Linked DNA regions of Oryctolagus cuniculus: region 2 is linked to region 1. The links are chromatin contacts, called in public Hi-C maps. All regions are on one chromosome and are shown on one strand. Each heading gives the region's core, a stretch centred on a gene start, on an enhancer-like site or on the middle of the called end of the contact. The rest is flanking DNA. Distances are from core to core; before and after follow the strand shown.

What was found. Hi-C and Micro-C count contacts between places; a contact is called where the count stands out from the background.
Region 2: a contact with region 1 is called in a Hi-C map of an unstated tissue, with 2.2 times the contacts expected there. The contact joins the promoter of LRRC8D here to the promoter of ZNF326 in region 1. A contact is called at or near these places in 2 of 6 Hi-C or Micro-C datasets (psoas muscle and an unstated tissue).

What each region holds. Positions count from the first base shown.
Region 1 is chr7:80,640,909-80,647,988 of mOryCun1.1, forward strand. It overlaps ZNF326 (zinc finger protein 326), which reads right to left and starts at 4,103. Exons shown (of 12, transcript XM_002715870.5): 1 at 3,916-4,103; 2 at 1,634-1,678. The coding sequence starts at 3,931.
Region 2 is chr7:80,847,484-80,854,563 of mOryCun1.1, forward strand. It overlaps LRRC8D (leucine rich repeat containing 8 VRAC subunit D), which reads right to left and starts at 4,685. Exons shown (of 3, transcript XM_051856259.2): 1 at 4,133-4,685.

The sequences.
Region 1 (7,080 bases), core at 2,853-5,352:
AATGGCGAAGCACCAGCAGCAGTGGCCATTTGGGGAGTGAACCAATGGAAGGAAAACCTTTCTGTCTCTCTGTCAAATAAATTAAAAAAAAAAAAAAAAAATCCAACTCTCCAGTAAATCCTATGCAGGCTGTGGGCTTCTACTATTCCCAATAAGTCTCAATTTGAATTTGGTAAAAGCAACAGTCCCACCTACTCATTTTTATTCAGCTCTCTGAATTTTCTACCTATTACTAGACATCATACAAGTTATGCTTATTTTCTTTGAAAACATGTTATTATTTTAAAAATCATTAGTCACTTTTGAAGTTTAGGATCTCAAAATTCTTCTAAATTTATGAAATGGCTTTCTAACTAATTTTGCAATTTTCAATCTAACCTACACATGGATACAATTAAACTTCCCATGGTAAATTTTTACTATGTCATTCTCTTATTCAAAAATATTTTTCAGCACTCCTTTAATACATATTCACGGGGGCAAAGCAATGTGAAGCCATGGCCTGCAGCATTGCTGGCATCCCACAGGGGCGCCAGTTTCCCCTGTTCTATTTCCAATCCCGCCTCCTAATGCACCCAGGAAACAGTGGAAGATGGCCCAAGTGCTTGTGTCCCTGCCATCTCCTGGCTTCAGTCTGAGCCAGCCCTGGCCATTGCAGTCATCTAGGGAGTGCACCAGTGGTTGGAAGATCTGTGTGCATGTGTAACTCTGTGCAACCCTGCCTTTCAAATGATAAAATAAATTGTTTGTTAAAAATACAAATTGACTCCTTTCTGTATGTTGAGCCTGAGTCAAATTCAAAGTTTCTTTAATCATTACAAACCATACATAAAAATGAGCTAATGTTAATAGTTCCCATAAAATAGCAGTCTTCCTTAATAGTACATTTTCTTTGGTTTTATTTTGTGAACATACTACATTCTATACAACATTTTGGTTTTTGCATTTCTCTGGAAGTCAGGATACTTCATGCTATCCCCTTTTAAATCCCTTATATAATGCTTTTTTAACCTGTTTGATTTTTTTTTTTTGAGTCATTATCCTATCTGGCGGGGACTTTATAGCAATCAAAGTAACATCCAATTGTGTTCTGCATTTCTCTTGTGATTTTAACTAGCTCTGTAGTCACAAGTCACAAGGCTTATGTTAATAACATCCAGGTTTTTTTATGTGTTCCTCTTTAAGCACTACACATTGGGAAGCATAGAAGAAAATGACCTCAAAACAAGGTCAAAATGCATTACAAAGAAGCTATATAGAATCAAGCCAATAATCCACTTAAGCTACATTACTCAATACCAAAGCTTCTAATTCAACAAAAAGAACTCAGCCAGTACTGGGTACTTCACCACTTAGAATGTTATTAGAGCCTTTGTAATAAATTTAAAAATCATAATTCAAATAAAATGGACAAAAAGTCTAATTAACAATGAAAACCCCTAACTTTTTCTGATCCCAAATTCAAATACTACATACATTATAGCAACAGTTAACAATGAAAAGTGATACATCAAGAGCCAAAACCATGACTGAAAAAGTAGAACTGACTTTTCACATTGGTGAGTCTGAAGAGAAAATCTGAAATGCACTGAATCCTCAAAAAATTTAATTGCAAATGAAAGAGGATACTTACCATTAAAGCCCTGATAAGTATTCCTGCAAGCAGAGTGTGTGTAATCTATGAAGACACAGTTAACAGAAAGGAATTAGTAAAATATTAGCAAACCTCCAAAATTATATATGCATCTATTTGAAACAAACACAATTTCTCAAATGTCATTAACTCAATTATCTGCAAAACTGAGGTACAAACAATTACCAATACTCCCTTTGGGAAAACACGCATCTCTTTTTCTTGACCACCCTCCCCAAAGGCAGGTTCATCTCATCATCCAATTACAGTAATGGAAAAATTAGTTCATAACACCTGATCCATAATAACAGTCAAAAGAGGGATCCAATACTGATTTACAGTACAGAACAAGAAGGAAAGCAGAGCGGCTAAAATTATGTATTAAAAACATGCAAAAAGCAGAGACATTTGAGAGGTGGTTTTATGTAATGTAATTTTTTTCAAAGTCAACACTTCTGCCATTTAATTCACTGTCTATAAAGATTTCAAGATCTAATCTGAGGAATGTATATGTATATCTGAGTGTGTGTTAAATCCATCCAAGATACGGCACCGTTGAAAACCATATTGCCAATTTCCCCATCAAACCAATTTAACAAAAGTTTAATCATTTAGTTAATTTTGCAAATAAATACTGAAAGAATGAAATTTAATACAGTACTCATTTGGATACAACAGAACCACACTACACTGTATAGATACACTGTTGGTCAAATTCCATTTCCCAAATAGAATTTGGTGACTGAGGATGGACAGCGCGGCAGGGAATATTTTATCACGGACACTGTTTAGAATTGTAGGCCTATGAGAATAGTAAGTTATTACTAAGTTTGATTCTTGTTTTTCAATTGCAGAATTTGTATTGGCTAATTGCGTTGGGGTGGGTGGAAAGGATTGTCCCCACCTACACCTGGCAGCCTCTGATTGCCCTTTGGGTGTTTGTACTATCAAACTGTAGCCTGAAAACACAGTAAATTTTTTTTTTATTTTCATCCCAAACTTTGATCACTTCAAACATTCAGAGTTGAAAGGTATTTATATCAAAATGAGTCAAAGTCCAACTAAAACAAACAAAAACCCCAGGTACTCTTACCAGCTGAACTTCCTATTTCAAAGTATCTACAAAAGGGCTAATGGGGGGGGGGGGCTTTCATATATCTTGATTCAGTAGCTTTTACTTTTGTAAAAATCAAAATTCAAAAGCTGCTTCATTCCTAAGCGGAGATCACACCTCATTCAATGTTAAGTATGGCTTGTTTTTTTGGTGGCATTAGAGGCTTTCAACTACTTAGCGAACTGGTTTTTATTTAGAAACGCCTGCCTGGTTCCCCCGGATTAAATCCAGTTTAACTACACAAGCCCTTTCCCTGGCCTCCCTACTTGCTGTCACTACATGCCATTTTTTTTTCCTCTCTCGACACCCATGTCGCTAAAAGTTGAGGACTTTTGAGGACATCGGAGGACAAGACGAAGCCCAGATTAATTTTTTGTGACCCTGTGAAAACGATCTGAAGAGCTGGGGGGGGGGGGGGGGGCTAAAAGGCACGGCTCCGACAGTTTATTTCGTCAGCAGGAACACAAGCGGCTGAGTACACGTCTGAAGGTGAAGGGCACGTGATGTTTGCTCGTGCCAGAATTCTAACTTAAACCGCATCCACACACAAGACCGAAAAAAATAAATAAATAAAAGTGCTCCGGTTCACAGAGCCTAATTCGAACGAGAATTAACAAGCCCAGTTTTCCAACCAGGAAATACCTGGCTTTCCACCGATCGTCTCTGAGGGACGCCCTCTAAACATCTTTTCTTAAAAACAACCGAAATCAGCACCGTGAACAAGCCTCGGAAAATGCTACCAGGCAGGAAGAGCACTGACTAAACGGACGGACGGGCCGGGTCGCCGCCCTGTGGGGCGAAGGCGACACGAGGGGGGTGGGGGTGGCGGCAGGCCCCATGCGTCCGTTTGCCTGAGCCGGGAAGTTGGGAGGCGTTAGGCGGTTTCCACGCACCGGGGCCTGGGCGAGGCCGCGGCCCGAGCCCCGGGGCCTGGAGCTCTGGGCGCGTCCTTCCCGGCACCGAGGCCCACACCCAGCTCCCAGGTTCTCCCGGCCGGGCCGATTCGAGGCGTGCGGGTCCCTCCAGAGGCCGCCTCAGGGCCCTGGGCCCGGCCTCCAGGCCCGCCAGAACAAAGCCCACACGGCCATCTTGAGACGGTAAACAGACCCCCGGCGCAGGCCTCCCGCCTCCCGCCCGCCGCGGAGACCTCTCAAGAGGCTGCGCTTACCGTCCTCGAAGTCCATGGCGGAGGCTCGGGGCGGACGGCCTCAGAGGCGCTAAGCTGAGCTCTGGCCGGCGGCAAGCGCCCGCGATCCGCGCGGTTCCTCACAACCAGTCCGCTCCACCGAGAGCGGCGCTACGGGCCGGAGAGCGCAGGCCACAGTGAGGCTGGGGGCAGGGCCGGGCGGTGCTGCCGGCCGCCGCAGCGCGGCCCGCGATTGGCTGGCGCGGGCTGGTGGGCGGGCCCTCGCGCGGGGGCGGGAAGCAGGGCCGCTGTCACGCTCTAGGATTTTGACCCCGTGGAGCCGCCGCGGGCACGGTGGGTAAAAAAGAGAGCGTCGGCGAGTGGCGGCGCCTGCGGGGAAGCGAGCTGAGTGTTCTGGAAGGGCGGACTGCGGCCCGCCATGTTTGAACCTGGCAAGAGCGAAAGGCTCTGGTTAGAGGCTCTTCCTCCTGCCCGAAACGAATGAAATCACGTGCCGACCTTTTGCTTTTTATTGGCTGGTGATGACTGCTCGGGAAAATGCTTGAGCGTGTAGGGAGACGCTGAAGTCTGGGACGGTCTTAGAACTCTGGGAATGAGGCAAAGCAGGCTCTCCGCTCTGAATTTGAAGGCGCTAGTAAGAAGCTGCACAAGGTCGCAGGCAAACGAACCTACTAGCATTCCATTATTTACACTTTTGAGTGGACAGTGGGCAGTGGGCGAAGTTATTCAACCACCCAACCATAGGGAAAGAGAAAACGGTTCTGATCACTCTGACCTTGGGGCAGCTGGAACCACGGGTTTAAGAAAATCCTCCCCCTCCCCACCACCCCACGTAAAGCAAATGGTGGCAACAGTGAGTTGACAGGAAACAGGAGTCAAGCTCCTTGCTCTTCTTCCGGGTTCAATCAGCTGCTGGAACCAAGTTCTAAGGAAATACACTGTAAGAAAACCTCCAGTTACACAGACACAGCGGGTGTCTGACGTAGCCAGAAATCCGGCCAGGCGTCGCTTCCTCCCCACCACTTTCCTTCTCCTCCCTAAATGATTCACCCTGCTCTCCACCCTTTGCTCATTTCCTTCTTCTCTCCACACTCCTCCCCCCGCCCCCGCCATATATGTTTTTCTATTCACCTGAGCTGATCATGTCGAAAACTCAATTCACCATTTTCCTCCTCAGACCTGCCCGGGCTCCTGTATGTATTTTTTCCTGTCTGTTTGGGGCAGGGTGAGCTAATCCCCCTAATCCTACTAATCCCAGCCAGCCCGCCTGCCAGTCATCAGTCGCTACTCAGCCCAGCCCTTCCTTCCACTCACTCCCAAGCCGTACCCAGGTCTTTCATCTGTTCATTACCCTCTAAAATTTCTTGAACCTGCCCCCTCCTCTCCATCCCCACTGCCACCAATTGAATGTACAGACTCGTTAGCTCTCCCCATAACTAGTGCTGCAACTTCCTAACTAATTTTTTTTTCTGCCCTTCAGTCTCGAGTTCTCAGCTGCAGTAACATAAATGCCAGTCTAAACTTGTCACGAGGCGTCTCTATCCTGGCTTAGATCTAGTCACTGCTCCTTAACCTAACGCACGGACAGCAGGGATCTGCCTGACCTCTGCATTCCGCCTTCTTGTCTCTCCCAGACCCTCCCTTCTGTTCAGCAGTTTCTGGACACTGGTTGCAAAAACAACCCTGTGCTTTTTTTTTTTTTTTTTTGTACTTATTTTTTTGTTTTTGATTTTTTTAACTTTTATTTAATGAATATAAATTTCCAAAGCACAGAATATTGATTACAATAACTTCCCCCCCATAACGTCCCTCCAACCCGCAACCCTCCCCTTATCCACTCCCTCTCCCCTTCCATTCATGTCAAGATTCATTTTCAATTCTCTTTATATACAGAAGATCAGTTTAGCATACATTAAGTAAAGATTTCAACAGTTTGCTCCTGCACAGAAACATAAAGTGAAAAATACTGTTTGAGTACTAGTTATAGCATTAAATCTCAATGTACAGCACACTAAGGACAAAGATCCTACATGAGGAGTAAGTGCACAGTGACTCCTGTTGATGACTTAACAAATTGACACTCTTGTTTATGGCATCAGTATTCACCCTAGGCTCTTGTCATGAGCTTCAAAGGCTATGGAAGCCCCCTGGGTTCACTGACTCTGATCATTTTAGACAAGGCCATGGTCAAAGTGGAAGTTCTCTCCTCCCTTCAGAGAAAGGTACCTCCTTCTTTGATGACCCATTCTTTCCACTGGGATCTCACTCGTGGAGATCTTTCATTTAGGTTTTTTTTTCCCCCAGAGTGTCTTGGCTTTCCATGCCTGAAATACTCTCATGGGCATTTCAGCCAGATCCGCATGCCTTAAGGGCTGATTATGAAGCCAGCGTGCTGTTAGGACATTTGCCATTCTATGGGTCTGCTGTGTATCTCACTTCCCATGTTGGACCATTCTCTCCCTTTTTTATTCTATCAGCTAGTATTTGCAGACACTATTCTTGTTTATGTGATCCCTTTGGTTCTTAGTCCTATCATTATGATCAATTGTGAACAGAAATTGATCACTGGGACTAGTGAGATGGCATTGGTACATGCCACCTCGATGGGATTGAATTGGAATCCCCTGGTATGTTTCTAACTCTACCGTTTGAGGTAAGTCAGCTTGAGCATGTCCCGAATTGCACATCTCTTCCCTCTCTTATTCCCACTCTTATATTTAACAGCAATCACTTTTCAGTTGTTTCAGCACTTAAGAAGAATTGTGTATTGATTACAGTATTCAACCAAAAGTATTAAGTAGAACAAACAAACAAAAATACTAAGAGGGATAACATATTAAGTTGCTCATCAACAGTCAGGGTGAGGGCTGATCAAGTCACCGTTTCTCATAGTGTTCATTTCACTTTAACAGGTTTCCTTTTTGGTGCTCAGTTAGTTGTCACCTATCAAGGAGAACAAGTGGTATTTGTCCCTTTGGGATTGGCTTATTTCACTCAACATAATGTTATCCAAATTCCTAACAGGGATCACTTTTCAGTTAAAATTTAAACACCTAAGAATAATTGTGTGTTAATTACAGAGTTCAACCAATGGTACTAGAACAAAAAAAAAATACTAAAATGGATAAAGTATTTTCCCAAACCCTGTGTCTTTTTGTGCCCCCGAACTTTTGTTTATATTGTTCC
Region 2 (7,080 bases), core at 3,435-5,934, 210 kb after region 1:
TTCCATCAGAACACCAAATCTGACTCACGGATTCCCCACTTAAGCAGTCTCACACAGCCCACTAGCTCATCTGTCCTGACCTCCCCTGAAACGGCCCCTTCCTCTGGTTAAGATGCGCCCAGAATCTAACCGCCTGAGGCAGGTCTGAGCACAGCAGACGCTCCCAACTGACGTCCTAACTCCACTAGTATTCTCCCACCCCCCTCAAGGCCTATTCTGAGCTGTCAAGGAACTGAGGCGTTCCTGCTCCCTGTCTGGGGCTGAGTCTCAGAATCTCGGCACTGCTGACATTTTGGACAGGATCATTCTTTCTTGGGGTGTGCACTGCAGGGTGTGGAAGCAAGCAGCCCTGGCCTCTAGCTGCGAGATGCCTGTGGCACCAGCTCCTGATTCCGGTAAGAAGAAACATCTCCAGACATTGCCAAAACTCCCTGCTGAGAACCACTTGAAGCAAGCAGTGAACACCACATGCTTGTGGTCAAGTTTTTCACTAACTAGGTTTCCTCTACGTTCCTTCACGGGCCACATTTTCTTCAGTCAAACCTATTTATAATTTTTAAAAGATTTATCTATTCATTTATTTAAAAGGCAAAATGACAGACAGAGAGATCTTCCATCTGCTGGTTCACTCCAAAAATGACCACAACAGCCAGGGCTGGGCCAGGTGGAAGCCAGGAATGTGAAACTCCATCCGGGTCTCCCACATGGATGGCAGGGGCCCACGCCATCTTCTGCTGCCTCCCCAGGTGGCAGGTGCCACAATGCCAGCATTTATTGATTAATGTCGGCCCTATGACATACTTCACAGGTTGCTTCTCTTCCCTTTGCAGCAACCACATCCTTGACCTTTGTCAAAAGTCAGTGGAGATTTATGCCCATCCCCCAATATGCACAACACTTTCTCCTGGCCCCAGATAACCCTCAACTCTTGGACAACTGTGGCTGTTTGCACCTGGTGGTGTGCTCAGGCGCACCTGTCTCATCCGCCCGCCCACTGTGCTGATCACAGGAGCCCTCTGCCTCCTCAGTGAGGCCCCAGAGCACCCATCCAGGTCTCTGCTCACTACTGGTTCTCAGCAAATACTAACCCATGCTTCTTGGAGCGTCAAACACCAGATAACATCACTAATAAGCAAAATCTGTGAAAGACTGCCATTTCAAAAACATACAAAAAGGCTTCAAAAATTCATTGAAAATGTAATTAAAACACAGCACATATTTTCCATGAACTTTCCAAAGCCCCCTTGAGTATAAGGTGTTGACAAAATTTTGACCTTTTATATTTTGTAGTCAATGTCAGTTTACCTACAGGAATGAGAATGAAATCAAGACAAATTTCCTAAATGTAGCTCCTTAGATAATTTAACTATGTGGACATGACAAATATGTCAGAATTTTCTATTTCTTTTTTTAAATTTAATTAAAAAAAAAAAAGGCTTCACACAGTACATACACAAAGGGGGAAAGGCTGAGTTTTGACCGAATTTGTCAAGCGCTGGAAAACAGCAGGGAGAAAAAGATCCATATGGCTCAAGGTTTCAACTGTTGCATCATACACCACACACCATGCATGGCAGGGACTGGGCGAAGGGGAAGTGGGTCATCTGAGGACAATTTCCTCTCCAACCTTTCAATTTGTAAGTTGTAATCAACAGAGTATACACACACACAGAGCCTCAATCAAAAGGAGACCAACGCTCACACACACACCTCACCTGTGTCAACTCAAGACCTTGCAACTTCTTTTCCGGATCTCTGGATTACCTCATTGTGTTATGGGGGCCCCCTCAATACTAGACGGAGGCCAAACCCTCCCACTCCCCATTTCGGGGCCCTTCAACCCAGCACCTAATTCTCATCTCACGGTCTTTCCTGTCTCGCACTTGGATTTTAACAAGGTTTTAGTCACTTAGTGTCGAGACAGAAGTATGAACTCTAACCATGACCCGGCCAACAGCAGGCTGTGAGCCAATGTTTCTAGACTGTAAAAATAAACGGTCTGAAGACCTCATGTACTGGATAGGGTACAGGATTCTTCCGACAGGTCTGTCAGAGGCAGAGGTCCCAGCAGCGTTGGCGAGCAGGTCTGAATCACTGTCATTCCCGGCACTTGGGTTGTTTATAAGTAAACAGCTCTCACCATCCCTGCAGACGGGAATTCCCTGCCCCTCTATACTCTTCCAACACACAACACATAATAGGTGCTCAAGAAATGTTGCCTGAATGGAATTTTATTTTGCAAGCTGCCAAGGAAAAGTTTCCAGAAGTCAACTCTTAACTCCCATCTCTCATCCAAAATACATCCTCAGAGATTTCTTGCCCAACAAAAAATACTTTTCCTAAAGTCAGAGAAGGAAATCAGCGAAGCAACAGGAGCCATGAAGGAGTCTGAGGCTCAAGCCACGCCCCCAGGACCCCACAGCAGCCTAGGACCCCCACGCACCCCCTCTCCCTGTAGTCCATACCTTCCATCGTCCTACCTCCTGAGAGCTCCCTCCCTCTCGCCTTCACTTGCTTTTTCTTTCCTGAAACCCTACCTCCCCGTTGGCTCCCCACTTTCAGCCACACAGCCTCAACTGCGTGGGTACCCCAGGAACCCGGCACCCAACCTGTGCCTCTCCAGCATGGACCTACCTCTGCCCCCCGGACTTGAACCAGTTCTTCACTGCGGCTGGCTTTTTAAGAGATGAAAAGAATCCCATTGATTTATCTGCAAGGGAGACTTCCCCCTCCCCAAATAAAGGGGTAGGCCCCTGTATCAACCCTCCAGTAACCAGAGGTAACACCCTTTGGGCAAGCACCCCTAGTTCTCCTCCCTTGCTTCCCAAGCCCCTGGACAGGATGCGAGCAGAAGTCCCGCTCCCAAGAGCCCACGCTTCCAAACAAGCTAGAAGCGGATTATACCGGTACCCAACCCGGAGATGGCCTGCGGCGGGCTGGGTGCACCTGCGGGGGCCCCCAGCTCCCTCCCCTCAGCGCGGGGCGGGGAGGCACGTCCTCCCCACGCAGCCCACCCAGAGCGGGATGAAGGCAGAGGGGAGGCGTTTCTGGAGAAGTTAAGGGCTCACCTTTCGGGCACCGGGCCAGCAAGGCCAGACACCACACACCCCCCTCCCTCTGGGAGGAATCCGCGAGGCCCTACGGGCTCTCCCCGCCCCTCCGGTTGGGCGGAGGCAGGCGAGAACTGGAGGCGCGCTCCAGGGGCAGCAGGAGCCAGGCAGTCCGCACTCGCCCCTCTCGGGCCCGCGGCCGGCGGCCCAGGCGCCCGCCGCACGCATGCTGGAAAGCGGAACAGCCTCCCCCTGCAGGGACGATCGCAAACCGGAGCCCCGGGCACCCTCACTGCCGTGTTCCCCCGAACCCACTCGCGGGTCCCCAGGCGAGCTCCGGCCGTAGCCTGCGCCCGGGCCGCGGCGCCGCGCTCAGCCGGGCGGGACGCTGCGCCGGGCCACGCGCTTCGGCTCCGGCGTGGCTCCACCCGCGCGTCGCCCTCCCTCGCAGCCCCCGGCCCCTTCCCGGAGAGGTGCGCACCAACCTGGGCGGGCAGCCCGGGCAGCTCGGCCGCCGAGCCGGGGCTTATGCTGAGGGGGGAGGTGGCGGCATCACCTGCGGCGGGCGGCGGCTGCACCGGGACGCGCCGGGGCGGCGAAGGCGCGCGGCGCCCTGGACCCTGCTCTCGCTGGCCCGCCCGCGGCTGCCACCTGGAAGCGCGGCAGAGGAGCCGGGGCACCACGGGCGGCGGCAGCGGCGGCGACGGGAGCAGCAGCACATGACTCTGTAACGAGGGGAATTAGACAAAGCGTAACATGGACTCCGGGCCCGTGCAAGCGCTGCAGCTCTGGGACCAACCGCAGCCGGCGAGCGCCGCGACTGGCCCGGCCGCAGCCAATGGCGCGGGCCCGGGCCTCCATGTGATTGCGAGCGCTTTCCCCTTGGCCCTGCCGCGCCCGCCGGGGGTCGTGCGGCTTCCGCAGCCGGGCGGCCGGGCTGACCCGAGGGGGGCTGTCTGATGAGGGAGGCGGCCCGAGATTGGGAACGTTAGGGGCTGGCAGCTAGAGACCGCCGGACGCGGAGCAGGTGCAAGGGGCGGGGAAGCATGGCAGCCATAGGTCGCCGTCGCACTAATACTCACCTATCAAACGCCCACCTGGGCAGGGCTCAGTGCCAGGCAGGCGCTGTTGCGGCTCAGGAGCCTTCACCCAAGTCTATTCTGCAGACTTAAACTCTGCTTTTAAGACCGGGGTGGGGCGGGGAGGAGTAAGTCAAAAGTCTCCGAAGCGCCTTCCAGCTCTAAAGAGAAAGTAGCCGGGGTTGGGGGCATAAACAGTTTGTCGGCGTCGTTAGTTCTGCCTCTGCTATTAAAAAGCGGTGCTGGAGAAACAGTTCTTGTTTTCATCTGAGTCTGCCTCTTTCTCCCCGTTCCTTGTCCCTGAAAATGTCTTACATCTGAAGCAGGCGGGTGAGGAGGTGGTTCTTTGCTGAGAGGGGTTTTCCAACCCGCCGCTTTCCCCCCTTTCTGTTCGTCCCTGGCGGTCTCTCTTGTCGGGGCGGGGTAGGGGGGAGGCAGGGGCCAAGAAAGTCAGGCGAAACAACTGGCTCAGCCCCGTGGGTCAACAATCTCCTTTTATCTGAATCCCTGGCTTTCTGTGCACGGCGGGAAGTCTCATTTCCCTGGTCCCGAGATCTCTCCATGTCAGCAAACGCTCATTCAGTATTTACGCGGCACCTAAGTGTTCTTAACAGGCAAGCCGCACAGTGTTACAGGAACTCGGGAACACGTGGGTTCCAGCAGAGTGAGGCATTGAAGTGAATGGTTTTCTGGGACTTGGGGCAAGTCTTCAGGGGGAGGTAACCCGTGGTGGGGAACACCTGGTGCTGGAAGAGCAGCACCACGGGCCGGGAGACCCTGCACAGAGGGGTGCAGGATGCATTCACGGGACTGCCCGGGCCAGGCAGCAGAGGCCACCAGATGTGAGCCCTCTGCCCTCACCACGGCTTTCTCACCACTTTCCATCCCTGTCCCTCATGCCAGCAGGCTCTCCTAGTCCCCGAAGTCTGCCAAGGAGAGACTGCGTGCCTGGTGATTTAATCCCAGAGTCAGATTTGCTGATTGGGGGGGGGGGGGGCACAATTCAGATATTTTGATTGAAAATGTCTCACAATTAATTTGGAATGTTTGCATTTTGCAAAAAAGAAAAAGACAAAACAAAACAAAACACCTCAGGTGTATCTTCCTCCACGTATGTTCTTACCTGTGTTTTCAACTGTGATCCTGCATTTGAAAAAGGATTCAAGATTGGTGTAAGTGGGGCCAGACATGTGACACAGCAGAATAAGCCACCACTTGGGATGCCTGCATCCCACATCAGAGTACCAGTTGGGAGTCACTGTTGCTCTATCCAGCTTCCTGCCAATGTGCCCAGGAAGTTGGCAGCTGATGACCCACCTGGAGTTCTGGGCTTCTGGCCTTGGCTTGGCCCAGTTCCAGCTGTTGTATGCTTTGGAGGAGTGAACCAGAGGATAGAAGATCTTGATCTTTTCCTCAATCTATCTTCATCTGCCTTTCAAACAAATAAATCAATACTAAAAAGATTGGTAGGGGCTGGCGCTGTGGCACAGTGGGTTAAAGCCCTGGCCTGAAGTGCAGGCATCCCATATGGGCACTGGTTCATGTCCTGGCTGCTCCTCTTCCAATCCAGCTCTCTGCTGTGACCTGGGATAGCAGTAGAAGATGGCCCAAGTCCTTGGGCCCCTGCACCCACGTGGGAGACCTGGAGGAAGCTCCTGGCTCCTGGCTTTGGATCAGCACTGCTCTGGCCATTGCGGCCATCTGGGGAGTTAATCATTGGATGGAAGACCTCTCTCTTTCCCTCTCTCTCTCTCTCCCTCTCTCACTCACTCTCTCCCTCTCTCTCTCTCTGCCTCTTTTCTCTCTGTGTAACTCTTTCAAATAAATAAATAAAATAAATCTAAAAAAAAAAAGATTGGTATAAGTGGAGAAGAAAGCAACACTCGGAAAACAGTCAAATATGGCAAAACAGACACTTCGTAAATCCTAGAGTACACTAGAGAAATCCCTTGGGAGGACAAAAGGCACGCCACATGCTGTGCTCTCTTGAACAGGTAATTCCGCAGCTATGAATTTATATTGTGGGCCTATTTGTGCAAAAACAATCTCTGAAATATTTATCAATATGTACAAAAAGATGTGGCCCATATATTTTTGTTTCTGATAATGGAAGTATGTAATAGTGGAGAAATACCTAACACAGCCCCAGTAAAGAACTGCAAGTTATGCCACTTCTGTGGAAGGAGACCTTAAGACGCCTTTTGCAAACAATAAGCTAGCGGCATGTGTACCCGCATGGCAGGATCCAAAATAGTTAAGTGAGAAAGGCAAGCTACAGCGCAACATGAGTGGTACGATCCACTTTTATGTGTTAGCATATACATGCTATTAAATATAGGCTTATAAGAAATCTGGAAGCAGCTGGGAATAGTGGTTATCTCTGGGTGTGGGATTACCAGGGCTCCTTGCTTTCTATTATGCAGTTCTATATTTTGATTATTTTTATATTGGGCACATATGACTTTGATAATCAGAAAAATGATAAACAAAATCCTTAAGAAGATCATTTTCATACATCAGTCTGCTATGCGAAAACACCGTTAACTGGTGGCTCCCAAACAACAGACATTTTTCCCCACAGCTGTCAAGGCCCGGAGGATCAAGATCATCAAGATAGGCAGATCCAGCTCTGGGGCGAGGTACCTTCTCCTTGCGTCCTCACGTGGTGGGAGGGGCCAGGACTCCCTCAGGCCTCCGTTCACTGGGCTCTGCCCCCATGACCCCATCGCCTCCCGCAGCCCCACCTCCTAATACCACCACCCTGGGGGAGAGGATTTCAAAAGATGGATTTGGGAGAACACAAACATTCTCTTACTATAACAAAGACAAAATTACCAGGGACTAACCAATGACAAGTAATGAAAAATAATCCTGACCATCTAGGATGTAAAAAAAAAAAAAAAAAAAAAAGTGGAAAAGTGGAGCTCGCTCCTTCTCCCTGAGAAACAACC